Regions from separate parts of the Pan troglodytes genome. Here region 2 is linked to region 1. Evidence: chromatin contacts called from public Hi-C data. All regions are on one chromosome and are shown on one strand. The core of a region is the stretch at or near the end of the contact, and the rest is flanking DNA. Distances in the headings are between cores, read along the strand shown. Region 1 overlaps CDK6 (cyclin dependent kinase 6). Region 2 overlaps CDK6 (cyclin dependent kinase 6).

What was found. A called contact is a pair of places that touch in the nucleus more often than the background predicts.
Region 2: a Hi-C map of stem cell-derived neural progenitor cells shows a contact between it and region 1, with 3 times the contacts expected there. The contact joins two enhancer-like sites. A contact is called at or near these places in 2 of 7 Hi-C or Micro-C datasets (blood and stem cell-derived neural progenitor cells).

What each region holds. Positions count from the first base shown.
Region 1 is chr6:101,995,611-102,002,020 of NHGRI_mPanTro3-v2.0_pri, reverse strand. CDK6 (cyclin dependent kinase 6) reads left to right here. Exons shown (of 8, transcript XM_003318579.6): 6 at 2,160-2,210. Among named protein-coding and RNA genes, the nearest start is that of FAM133B, 32 kb to the right of the region's middle. Within about 2 kb of position 4,065, at least 7 of the 24 cell types and tissues checked have an H3K27ac peak or open chromatin away from gene starts, as enhancers often do. A contact at or near this core is called in stem cell-derived neural progenitor cells, where this site is marked.
Region 2 is chr6:102,056,537-102,062,803 of NHGRI_mPanTro3-v2.0_pri, reverse strand. The region is part of intron 4 of CDK6 (cyclin dependent kinase 6); the gene reads left to right. Among named protein-coding and RNA genes, the nearest start is that of FAM133B, 93 kb to the right of the region's middle. Within about 2 kb of position 3,558, at least 3 of the 24 cell types and tissues checked have an H3K27ac peak or open chromatin away from gene starts, as enhancers often do. A contact at or near this core is called in stem cell-derived neural progenitor cells, where this site is marked.

The sequences.
Region 1 (6,410 bases), core at 2,816-5,315:
GTGTGTGTGTGTGTGTGTGTGTGTGTTTAGTTACCACTTAATTGTAACTCTGCTATAAGCTGGGCATTCTAGTAGATGAGATATATTCATAATCTCACTTAGTTGATCCTATGAGGTAAGTATCATTCTTTCCATTTTACAAATGAAGCAACTAAGTCAAAGAAATTAAGAGACTTTCCTAAGATCATATAGGAAGAAACAGCTAAATAGAGATTCACTCCCAGGACAGTCCATCGCCAAACAGACCCTTTCCCCAGTCAAAAAAAAATCTTGAAAAATCAACATGTTAACTAAAAAGAAATAAAAGGAGAGGGGAATATTATGCCCTTAATTAAGCCATGTAACATCTCCAGTACTCAGTTTCCTCATCTGAAAATAGGGATAATTATACTACTACATTTCTCCTGGAATTTTTGTGAGAATCAAATGAGATTATGTTTGGGGCACTTGGCACTAGGCCAGATACAACATTCATGCTCAATAAATTATAATTGTTAAGATTCCATTTTTTGCCTTTTTTTGGAAGTTTTAGAAAAAAACTTGGACTTCTCACCTTGTCATCTTTTAAGACCTGTCAAGATGTCTTTTAGAGCGCAACTTCGTGATTCTTTATGAATTTGGCTGCATTAGTGATATGCAGGTGGCTTATATTAGTTTTATAGGACTGCCGCAACAAAATACCAGACTGGATTGCTTAACCAACAAAAGCTTATTTTCTCACAGTTCTGGAGGCTGGAAGTCCAAGATGAAGGTGTCAGCAGGTTTGGTTTCTTCTGAGGGCTCTCTTTTAGGCTTACCTTCTCATGGTTCTCACATGTTTATTTCTCTGTGTGCATGTGCACCCCTGATGTCTCTTTGTGTCCAAATGGCTTCTTCTTACAAGGAAAACAGTCAGATTTGATTAGGGCCCACCCTATCTTATTTTAATTACTTGTTTAAAGGCTCTATCTCCAAATACAGTTAAATTCGGAGATCTTGGGAGTTGGGCTTCAACATGAATTTGGGGGAAAAAAATTCAGCCCATCACTTTGCAATAAGTAAATTCTTTTCCACTGCATTTGGAAATCATTATTTTCAGGAATAGTAACATTCATAGAAAGTATGGTTGAGAAACGTTAAGGTGTGTTCTAACCACTGAAATGCTATGACTGCAGGATTCTCCATATATGGCCATATATAGTGAGTTCATTTATTGTGCACAGAAAATATTTAAGAGGTCAAGTTTAAGGCTGTATAATTTGATATATAATATAAAAAGAGATATGATACCTGATAATAGACTACAACTATTTTAATACATTAATGTTGAAAATTACCTGTTTATGGCATTTGTTGAGGAAGGAATCAGGGAACGTTTACTTGTGTACCATAGGTGTATGCAAAATGAAATAAAATGTTTAGTAACTGCATCTGTCAGAGTAAAGCTCTATGGCAGAGATTTATAGGGAAACCTAGAGAAGTCTCCTCCCTCAAGGGGCTACTTGATCTTCTTGGAGAAATGCCAGAAATGTCACAAAATGACCTTTTTTAATTGCCAGTTAAATGCTCAATGTAGACAAGGAAGGCTGTGTGTTTCAAGCAGACACAATTGCCTCTAAAGCCCGGAGTTAAGATTTAGAACTTGTAATGGTTAGCTGCCATAATACTGGGAGGAAGAAAAGTGGTATAATTAGAAAAATAGACCCAGAGGTGGTTCACTGCAGCATTGAGGACAAATGAAAGGAGAGAGACCCATGAGGAAGTACTCTGATAGCAGAGTAGTATGGAAAAAGTGCTCTGAGAAATATCAAAGAATCTCACCTATTTATGGTTCGAGACTAGGCTGGTGGTATGTTCCACCTTATCACGAAGTTAAGCAGATCTTTGAAACCTGGAACTGAATTTGACGGTAGCACTGTTGTTAGAATGACTGCAAACAGAATGCCCGTGATTGTAAAACATGGAATTCATCTACCACCAGGTATTCATGAGAGATCCTAACCCATACGTGAAATGCAGGGAAAACCTTCACTTACCAAAGGAAAAATGTCTCAATTTTTTTTACTTCTTCCCAACCCATAAAGAATATTTTGCTTCCTGTGAAACAATGATAATGGCAAATATGATTGAAATGTAATCTGAGAACATTTCTTATTTAAAATGTATCTTTATTCTTTTAGGCCTCTTTTTCGTGGAAGTTCAGATGTTGATCAACTAGGAAAAATCTTGGAGTAAGTAATAATTATAATTTTACACCAGTGTCCATAGCATTAAAACATTTACAGTGACTTTCCTCTGACATGCATATCATGTGTTTATCTCTTGTCTTTCTTACTTCAAGCAGCTGCTGCAGACAGTGTTACTATTTGTGTGGTGAGTGGAGACATGGTAGAAGTGCCATTTTATGCAGAGCCCTAACTGCTCTGCTCTGGAAACTTGTATGTTGCTTGTGTGGATCTTTTAGCTGCTCCTCTTTCTTCGTGTGGCTGAGCTCCAGTTCTTTTAGTTCAAATACATTTTCTGCTTGTGGTCATTTCAAAAGCACCCGCCATCAGAGATGGGATGCCTGGTGACCAAGTACCCATCCTTGTCCAGTGGGCTTCCTGTCCCCACTGAGTATCCTTGGTCACCCAGGTTGGTTCTGCATTGTTTTGTTTTGTTTTCCTGGGCAAAGGATGGTATGCTACACATCTCATTTTTCTTTGGAGCACCAAAATAGAAAATGAGAACCCTAAGTCTTTGGCAAAATAACTCTGCAACTTTGAGAAAGTCATTTAAAACACCTCGTGAAGGGCTTACACAGTGCCTGGCACATAGTAAGCACTTTAAAAAGTTATCTATTACTGTTACTATTAGAGTTCATCATTAATTATTTAACTTTTTATTTCCTTAACTTCATCTGAGAAATGAAACTCTGACTTAAATTCTCTATAAGATCCTTTCTTGTGCTCAAATTCTTTGGTTTCAGTTACATCGCTCCTTGATGATTTACATAGTTTCATTCATGTCTGCATGTTCATGCATGTATGCATTCATGTTTCTAGAATGTAACTGGGGCACTTCTTCTGACAAAGCATGCAGTGTGGCATCCTTTTTTGGGTTTTTGTGTTTGAAAGGCCCATCCAAATTGGAGTGGAGTAGGAAAAAAGTGGGAGTTCTAGACCAAAAATAGCCCTGATCTTTGGTCTGTGACATTTTATAGGAATCCCAGTGATTTTTATGAAATTCGAAGTCTGTAAGACTGCAACAAAAAAAAAACACCCCTAAAGAACAGATTTTCATATCAGCACTGTCTACTCAAGCATGACTGCTTAAAACAGTTAATAAAACTGGAACCTGATTTTGTTCTTTTAGTGACTAGAAGCAGCTAGACTTCTGTTAATGCCAGTGCTACTGCTGAGTCAGAACATAGTAGCTTTAAGGCCTGAATAACATTTGCTAGTTTTTTATGCCTGGGGGCTTCCTGGGTCCAGGGCAGGTGATGCTACTGCTCCTACTACTGACCACTCTGTACAGTGGATAAATTCAACACAAAGCCTTCATGTTACCCCTGCTTCTGAATGGCAAGTTCTTTAATCACTCAATGATGAACTCCCATCTATTTTTCCCCATGACTGTTGAATGTATTTTGTGTGCATGTGATCATAAAGAGGAAACTAGGGAAAGCAGACATACTGATGACCTTCTGTTAAAAGGAAAGAGAATCTTGACTAAAGTCAGCTTGCCAGGACTTGAAAGCCATCACCTTCTTTCCCTTATTTATACTACCTGACAGTTGTGTCTACCTCCAGCACTGATGTCTGCAATCTTGTTAACCATTGTTAGTGCCCCCTTAGTACATGAGGCCAGTGAAATGGACCAGAAGGAACATTTGACCGGCATGTTTGACCTGCTTCCAAAGAAAAGCCAGTTCTGCTTTTGGCAAAGTCCTGACAATCGTAGGTTGCCAACAGCAAAGAAGCTGTAGAGTTCTATGGTTTGTGCCTTTAGATTTTACTTTGTGGTTTCTGGCATTGTGTCATCAAAATTATGTTCTGTTTCCTCTGAATGCATTACCTTGCCAGAGAAAAGGGACAATGCTGCACCCTAGCGTCACTGCTGAAGTACTTGAAAAAATATTTCTGTCTCCTCCATCACTGCCATTTATAGATTTTGTGCCCTGTTGGGCTTGCCAACATAAATGTCAACTTTTAAGGCTTATATTCAGCTGTCCAAATAGTGGAATTAAATGCAAGCATTTTTTAATGGACCTATCAGAATTTCACAACACATATATGGGCCATAAAAGTTCATTCTGGACATGAAACCAAATTTTTTTTAAGGAAAGCCATATTCACATACTCTTTTTTATTTTTTTCTTTGGAGACAAGGTCTTGCCCTGTTGTCCAGGCTGGAGTACAGTGGTGCGATCTTGGCTCACTGAAGCCTTGGCCTTCCGAGCTCAAGTAATCCTCCTATCTAAGCCTCCCAAGTAGCTGGGACTACAGGCACAGGACACCACAACCAGCTAATTTTTATATTTTTTATAGAGATGGAGTTTCACCATGTTGCCCAGGCTGGTCTTGAACTCCTGGGGTCAAGTGGTCCGCTTGCCTCGGCCTTCCAAACTGCTGGGATTACAGCCACCCCACCTGGTCCATGTTCACATACTCTTAAAGGGAAAAACATTTCTGTGTTTAGGAAGATTTAAGCCTTCAAGTAATAGCAAGTATTAAAAGTGAAACAATAGTTTTAGCCTGTGACATCTTAGAGCATTTTTAAGAATGATGTCATAGCTAAATGGAAATAAAATATTGGAATAGAGAGAACGGAACTCACTCTGGACTCTGTGACTGAGCTTGCTATCTGTGACTTTGGCAGTTCATTTTATTCCTCATTCTCAATTTCCCCATCTATAAAATGAGACTAATAACACCTGACTTATATGTCTTAGGAAATTATTACAGGAATCAGAGGAGGTGATAGACTTAAAGTTTTATATATATAGTTATGTGTTTGTTTAAAATTTTATATAAAATTATATAAAGTTATTTGTATATGTACACGCATACAAACAGAGATGTGCTGTTCCTCTGAAGGCTTTTGGCATTCAGTTGATCATATACTTGCAAGATGTAATTAGATGTAGATACATTCAAAGCCACAAATAAAAAAGATTTTAAATATTTCTAGGAGTTATTAATATAATCAATTTCTAGCTGACTGGTGAATATACACAAAAATATTGATACACATAGACCTGAAAACTAAAAAGGAATGAAAGGAAATTTTTAAAGCTCTCTAACAAGCATTTTTCATTCCCTCCTCTGCCCTGTCCCATTGTATCCAGACACTTACACGTGCATTTCTTTTCATAATTAATAGTGGTATTTTTGGTTTTTTTCTTTTTACTTCGATTGTAGGCTGTACTATTGAACAAATCTATATATTGCTCATTGTCATTTCTATTTATTGCTTCTAGTAAATATGTCCATGAATCTGTCTTTGCCTCAATAATGTAGCTCTCTCAGTATGCCTGATAGAGGCCAAATTACAGTGTCTTCCCCAGACACCCAGGCAGAGAAGCCGTGATGACAGGGGTATCTTCCCAGCTGAAGTCTATGGCCTGGGCTCTGTGTAGGTGAGGGAAGGGGAAATGAAGTGCTACAGATCTTGAGACCTGTACCACATCTTCCTGAAATCTGGAAGTACATTCATAAGAACACCTCTTCCTGGGCCTTAGTCCCAACAAGTAGAGGCCAAGCAGAAGACCCTAATGTGGGCCAGCACAATTTCTAACTGTAGTTAAAATTATTTGTTCAGTATTTGAATAGCTATGTACCCCGTCCACTAAACTATGATTTTATTTTTGGTTCAGAGTTATACAGTCTGTGTGAGAAAGAAGTCCCTGCATCCTCTGATTTTCTCTGTTCAAACCTACTTACGACCTATATGTAAACTATAAATAATATCTATACAATGTATAAGTTATGTAAGTCCATTGACCCATTAATTTTTTAAAGAATCTTAAGTTATACATAGATATAAGCAGTTCATATTTTAAGTGTGGTAATGATGTATTTCCTATGCATCTTGTATTAATAACATTTTCTAATTATAATAATAGTCGGCAGTGTATTGATTGATAATTGACTGTGTGTGATGTATATCAGGTGCTGTGCTATGTACTTTAAATTATAAATGTATATATTACTATAAATTTAAATAAAGTATAACTGATCCTCATTACAACTGTAAGTTATTATCATTGTATACATAAAGACACTAAGGGTCATAGATGTTAAGTAATTTGTCCTTACCTGCCAGTAAGTGGCAGGTGCAGGATTTGAACCCAAATCTGCCTATTTCCGAAGCCTGTGCTTATCACTTGCTGTTCTTTCCACATTTCTGATCCCAGAATGGTTTTCAGGGGAAATATAAATAATAGTCTT
Region 2 (6,267 bases), core at 2,309-4,808, 61 kb before region 1:
TGGCTTTATAGACAGAAAAGGGGCAGAAGAAAGCAGAAACAAAAGAACAGAAAGCAGCTTGGTCATTTCAAAGTTACGTCCATGTAAGGGACAGGGAGACAGAACAATAGATAACTGCTTAACATCAGGTTACTTCAAGTTACGCTATTGTAAAGATTAAAACAGAGGGAACTTCATTGTCATGCTGATTTAAGATAGAAACTGGCCTGTTTGGGAAATTAGGCTGTCTTTCTCTTTTGACTTCTCTGTCTCTCCTGATTTACCCAGTTTTGGTTTGGTGAGCATAAGTGACTCCATTTTAACTTTTAGTCCAGTCTGTTGGGGCCTAGTGCAGGAGTTTAGTGCAAAATAATGGTATGCTATAATTTTTGTGGAATATTTCTTAGGCCATTTTGAAAGCCCTAACAGTTTCCAGGATAAAAGAAGCTACCTGCCACAGGTTTCTAGAAAGCAGTAACATTCTTTGAAATGTTTATAAATGGAAATGTAGCGTTTCTTTGAATTAGTTCTGAGTTAGAAGCCAAGTTTTACTCAAACTCAGAGGGTTACTTTTCCTTTCAAGTAGTGTTTGCATGCAGCAACCACACTGCCCCCAACACGCATGCAGCATGAGTGCCTGAGTCTAGGTGAGAAGCCTTCCGCTGGTTTTTATGTTCACACATGTATCTCTCCTGACAGCGGATATACCTAGAAATACTCTGTAAGTCCTTGGTATTAGTGTGGTTCTTCCTAGAAACTGAGACAATTTTAAGAAAAGCATTGTGGCTCATTAAGAGCAAATGAATGTATATATTCTGTAATTATTTAATCAACAGAACTATATTCCCTTTCAATGATCCTTTCTTTCATCTCTGCTCATAGAAGAGATATGAAATGAATTTTAGATTTTGAAGACATTTAAAATTCAGTAAGTACAGCAAAACTGTGTTATAAAAGAAAGAGGAAATTAAATAAAGGGCTAGGACACATATTACATATTAGACCTTTTTTTTAGCAACTTTGAAATCAGATGGTAAAATCTAGATAATGTCGTCGAGTCCATACAATTGCACTGTGTTCAAAACCAAAGAATTCGTATGTCAAGTAATATGATTTTTTTTAATGTTGCTTAGTGACTGTGTTAGAAAATGGTGGGTGATAGTATTTAGGTTACCTAAATTGTGTATTTTCCTTCTCTCCTATTTCCACAGCTCTAGTCTTCTGTGCATTTTGTTTTTTTGTAAACAAGAAGGCACCCTTTTTACACTACATCTGCATAAATGGGTGAGGGGTGATTTTGAGGAAGAGCCTGACATGGGCAGCTGGTGAGATGGTGATCTCATTTGCAGAGATAGAATACAAAAGGAGAAAATGTTAGGGAGGAAGGGTGATGCTTGGTCTTCAGGGAAGGGATCTAGGGAACAGCATAGACATGCCTGTGCACACAGTGCCCGACTTCTGGCTCCTGTGCAGAACATTGTGGGTAGGCAAACCTTCCCTACCCTCCATCCAGGACCCAGTCATTTGCACATCCATGACCCTGATCCCTCAACTGGCAGCCATCTTGGTGAAATCCCTTGGGGTCCCATTATCTTAGAAAAACAACTTCTTTTGTTTTTGTCAGCTTTTCTGGTAAACTGCATTACTATGGGAATGTTGACTATTCTGGAAATACAAACTTTTTTATTGTAATTAGGCTTAAGACCAAAAAAGAAAAGACCTGAGGTCATATAGACTCCACAGTGAGGAGAATGAACCTGAGTTCAATAAGACCTGCTTCAGATTCTGGTTCTGCCATTGGCTCTTCTGTGATTCTCAGCTTCCTTATCTGTAAAAATAGAGTCGTTGATACTCGCCTCACACCGTTAAACTGAAGATTATATAAGACAACAGATAAAGTTAATTCAGTGCAGTACATTACATCTTCTGTGCTTTACAAATGTTTCCTTTCTCTCCTTCCGTAGCCCCCTACTTATTTACACTCAAAATAAAAATGAAAAGTTTTAGAGAAGAGAAAACATTACAAGGCCCCACAGTAATCCATTCTGATATTTAACAGTTCTTATTGTCAGAAAATACTTCCTTCTGTCTAACACAAATTCCTAATGCTGCAATCTAAGTCCTTCTCTCAGATGTGTCCTCCTTTTCTGTTTGCAGTTTTAATCTTGCTAAATGAACAGCATGAAACACCCTAATCTTCAGAAGCATATTTTCTTTATGTCTTTCCTTTAATAGCTTAAAGCACAAAATATAGTGGGGACCCCCCCACACACTCACAGTCCTCTGTAGACTATAAATTCATTTCTGGTAGCCTGGATTACTGGGAAATGTTGTGGCTGGTTTTATTTTCCTGCATGCATCTCGATGACCCATTTTAGATGGGGGTGTTCGAGGAGGAGAGCGTACTGCAGAATGAGCTGAATGAGCTATGCCTTCATGACTGCTTCCACCTGACAATCTGCAAATCCTCCCCATTTAAGGAAGGCAGTGCTCATGGAATTTTAAAATGTTGAAGAATGTGTGTGCCTGAACTTGGATTTTAAAACTATGCTTCCATTTCCCTCATCACTTGCACTAACCATATAACCTGCTAGTACTCATTTAGTAGGTTTGCTTGCAACCTGTGTCAAAAGGAGCATAGTAACCAATGGGAAAGAAGGCATGGACCTTAGAGGCATTTGACTGTTTCCATAGCAAGGAAAAACCCAATTTTTAAATTCTTTTACAAATCTGAGTAATTATGTGGCCTCTCAAAGCAAATAGATTTCCTTAAGAGTTAAAACAACTTCTAAGAGGAAACAATGAGCCCTGCAGCCTGCCATATCCTGTGTTCAGAATAATTTTCATTTCTACTTATCTGTGAAGGTTGAAGGAATGGCTGCAAATATTTGCTTGGTTTCTATGGTGAAAGCAGAGGGAGATCAAATGTATGATTGTTTAGTGTCAAAATCAAAACTATACTATACTGTACTTCTACAAAGAGAATGAGTTTGTTACTTGAAACATAATAGACGTTTAATAAGTGGTAACTATTTTAAGTTTCACGAGTTCAAGAGGAAATTTAAACAGTGCAGCCTGAAGGAAAACATAGGCCCTTCAGGCATTTTAAAACTTCGTTTTACAAAAATAAAATGGTCCTTGCACTTTATTAAAAAGTCATCTGTTGACTAAAGATCATGTTGGTGGACTCTCAGAATGCCTGGTGTGGACATGGGGACACAACTATGGCCTATAAAATTTATACTATAATAGAAACACTCTGTCCTGCCCTGTGTTATCCCTCCTTATCCTGTAACTCTCCATTCTGCTGTCTTCTGGCTACCCATACATTTGTTGGAACATATGTTTATTTTATGCTTGCTTTATACAACACTCTGCGAGGGACTGGGAATAAAAGTCCACTTAGAAATACTCTCTACCCTCAAAGGGCTGGCTTTGGGCCTAGTAGACCGTGAGGATACAATGATTGAGATGCAATGTAAGTGCTGCAATCATTTATGCTTGCGGAGGACTAGGCAGGGCAAGGTTCACAGGAATTAAGAATGGGGTTGTGAAGAGGGCATTCCAGAGAAGGGCCCATGGGAAGACCACATGAGGCATGACATAGCACACGTGTTTAAAGAACCTCACGGTTTCTGACAAGTTAAAGAAAGCCTTCATCTGAAAGGGGAGCAGACAATGAAGGCAGAGAGTGGGTGGGAACCAGATTATGAGAGCATTGGAGGTAAACTAGAGTTGAGCTTGACCCTGAAATCTCCAGAGAATGGATGAAGGATTTTAAGCAGGAGAGTGGTGAGCACAGCTTCAGATGCAGTAAAGAAGACAGAGTGGCAGGGGGCATGTTGGCAGGAAAAGACCACAGAGGAAGCTATTTGGACCATCCAGGAGAGGACATGCTCTCGATGGAATTGTTGGGATCTGATGGTGGCTTCATTGAAAGTCAAGAGAAGTAGGGAAAGTGGGTAGGTAGCGATTTTGCTTACAGAGAGAAGAAATATAGGAAAAGCAAGTTTCAGAGGAAAGACAATGCATGCATTTTGAATTTGAGATACTGGTAGCAGCACTAAGTAGTGATGTCCAGGAGACAGTTGGATTTGTGGGTCAGAGACTGCAGAGTTCTGAATACAGCATGGATTGGAGCGGGGGTGGGGACAGGCACATGGAGTGCTCCGCAAGGATTGTGCTTCATGTAAGAAAAGTGACTGCCTGAGGATGTCGCCTTAGATTAAGCAATAATTTGAAAGAGACAAAGGCAGGAGGAACACTAGGACAGGACCGTAGCATTCTGCACTTAAATTGCTACACAGACACCACCCCTCCCTCCAACCCAGTTGTACTTCGGCCAACTCATTTAACTCATTGCTTTCCTAATTTGTGACCACACTGTCCAGGACTAACATGGTACCTCACAGAGTAGACATTCACATGATGAATTGACTGGAAGCTTACTTTGACCTAAAGGCTTGCTGTCTAGGCCTTTTGTAGGTAGATCTGCTTAGACATAGATAAAATGGGGGAGAGGTGTACGACTCAGTAAGAAATGGCAAGTGCCACTGATATCACAAAAGGTCAGAAACCTGGATCCCTGAATTCTACCTTTGCTGGTCCTTCAGTGAGTCATTTTCATCCCTCCCCTGACACAAGTACACAGCCCCCCTGTTTACTGAGTGGCTCTCTTCCCCCAAGATGCCTTTCCTCTCTACTTGGAGGGAACACCCATTCAGCTCATTTTCCCTGTGCCTTTCATTGCCCTGTGAGTCTTCTTACACAATCTCTGAAGCTAATCAGGTTCAGCTCTTCCCTCCACAGGATCATTTCCTCTGTTAAAGATACATGATTACTCAAAGATATTAAGTTATTATGGGACAGTATTGTCCTCATATTCTCCAGTCTAGGGGATTGCCTCTATCCATCTTCAGCACTGCCACTGGGAGTTTCCTGTGGTTCATTCATGTATCTAGCTATCAGATAATTACTGAGCACCTTCCATGCATGACACTGTAAATGCATTGTGGCCAAGAAATGGAAAAGCTATAATGCAAGATAGAAAGGGTCAAGTACTATTGAAGTGCAGTGGAAGCTCAGAGAAGAGCCATTACTTCCAGCTGGGAGATCAGGAAAGGCTTTGTGGATGAAGCAATATGTGAGTGAGGCTTGAAAGATGGGTAGGATCTGGACCTGCAGAGACTCAGAGAAAGAGAATCCCAGAGAGAGAATCAGAGAACCACACCAGCAATAGCAGGTGATGGGACATCCACATATCTAAAGGGAGCCAGTGGCCCCATGTGAGCCAAGGCAGCTCTAGATGTGAGGAAATACAGCCCTTCTGCTGGTAATGGATGCATCAGAGCAGAGGTGAGGACAAAGTTATTGGCACAGCGCTCCATGCTGTGAGACTCTCATCTTTGTATTGACCTCAGACATTTTTTTGCCATATGTCAAAACATCTCCTTCTAGCCCTTAGATTACAAATGGGTGAATTTGAGATGACTCCATTATTATTTTATGGGTATGTAATGCTTTTTTTTTTTTTTTTTTTTTTTCTGAGATGGAGTTTCACTCTTGTTGGCCCAGGCTGGAGCGCAATGGTGTGATCTCGGCTCACCGCAACCTCCACCTCCTGAGTTCCAGCGATTCTCCTGCCTCAGCCTCCTGAATAGCTGGGATTACAGGCATGCACCACCATGCCCGACTAATTTTGTATTTTTAGTAGAGACGGGGTTTCACCATGTTGGTCAGGCTGGTCTCAAACTCCCAACCTCAGGTCATCCGCCCTCCTCAGCCTCCCAAAGTGTGCTGGGATTACAGGTGTGAGCCACCACACCTGGCCAGTATTGAATTCTTAATAGTTTCCATAACCAGTTAAGGTGTTATAATGAGAAGACTGTGCTTGGCAGAATTAGAATTCCAATTCTTTATAATATTCTTCATTTAAATATGTAATTTTGAAGAACTAAATTATGGCCAGGCACGATGGCTCACACCTGTAATCCCAGCACTTTAGGAGGCCAAGGAAGGCGGATCACTTGAGGTCAGGAGTTCGAGACCAGTCTGGGCAACATGGCGAAACTCTGTCTCTAAAAATACAAAAAATTAGCCGGGCATGGTGGTGCACGCCTGTAATCCCAACTACTGGGGAAGCTGAGGCAGGAGAATCACTTGAACCCGGGAGACCGAGGTTGCAGTGAGCTGAGATCACACCACTGCACTCCAGCCTGGGCTATAGAGTGACACTCTGTCTCGAAAAAAAAAAGAAGTAAATTTTGCACCTCTGTGAAAAGTCAGTGA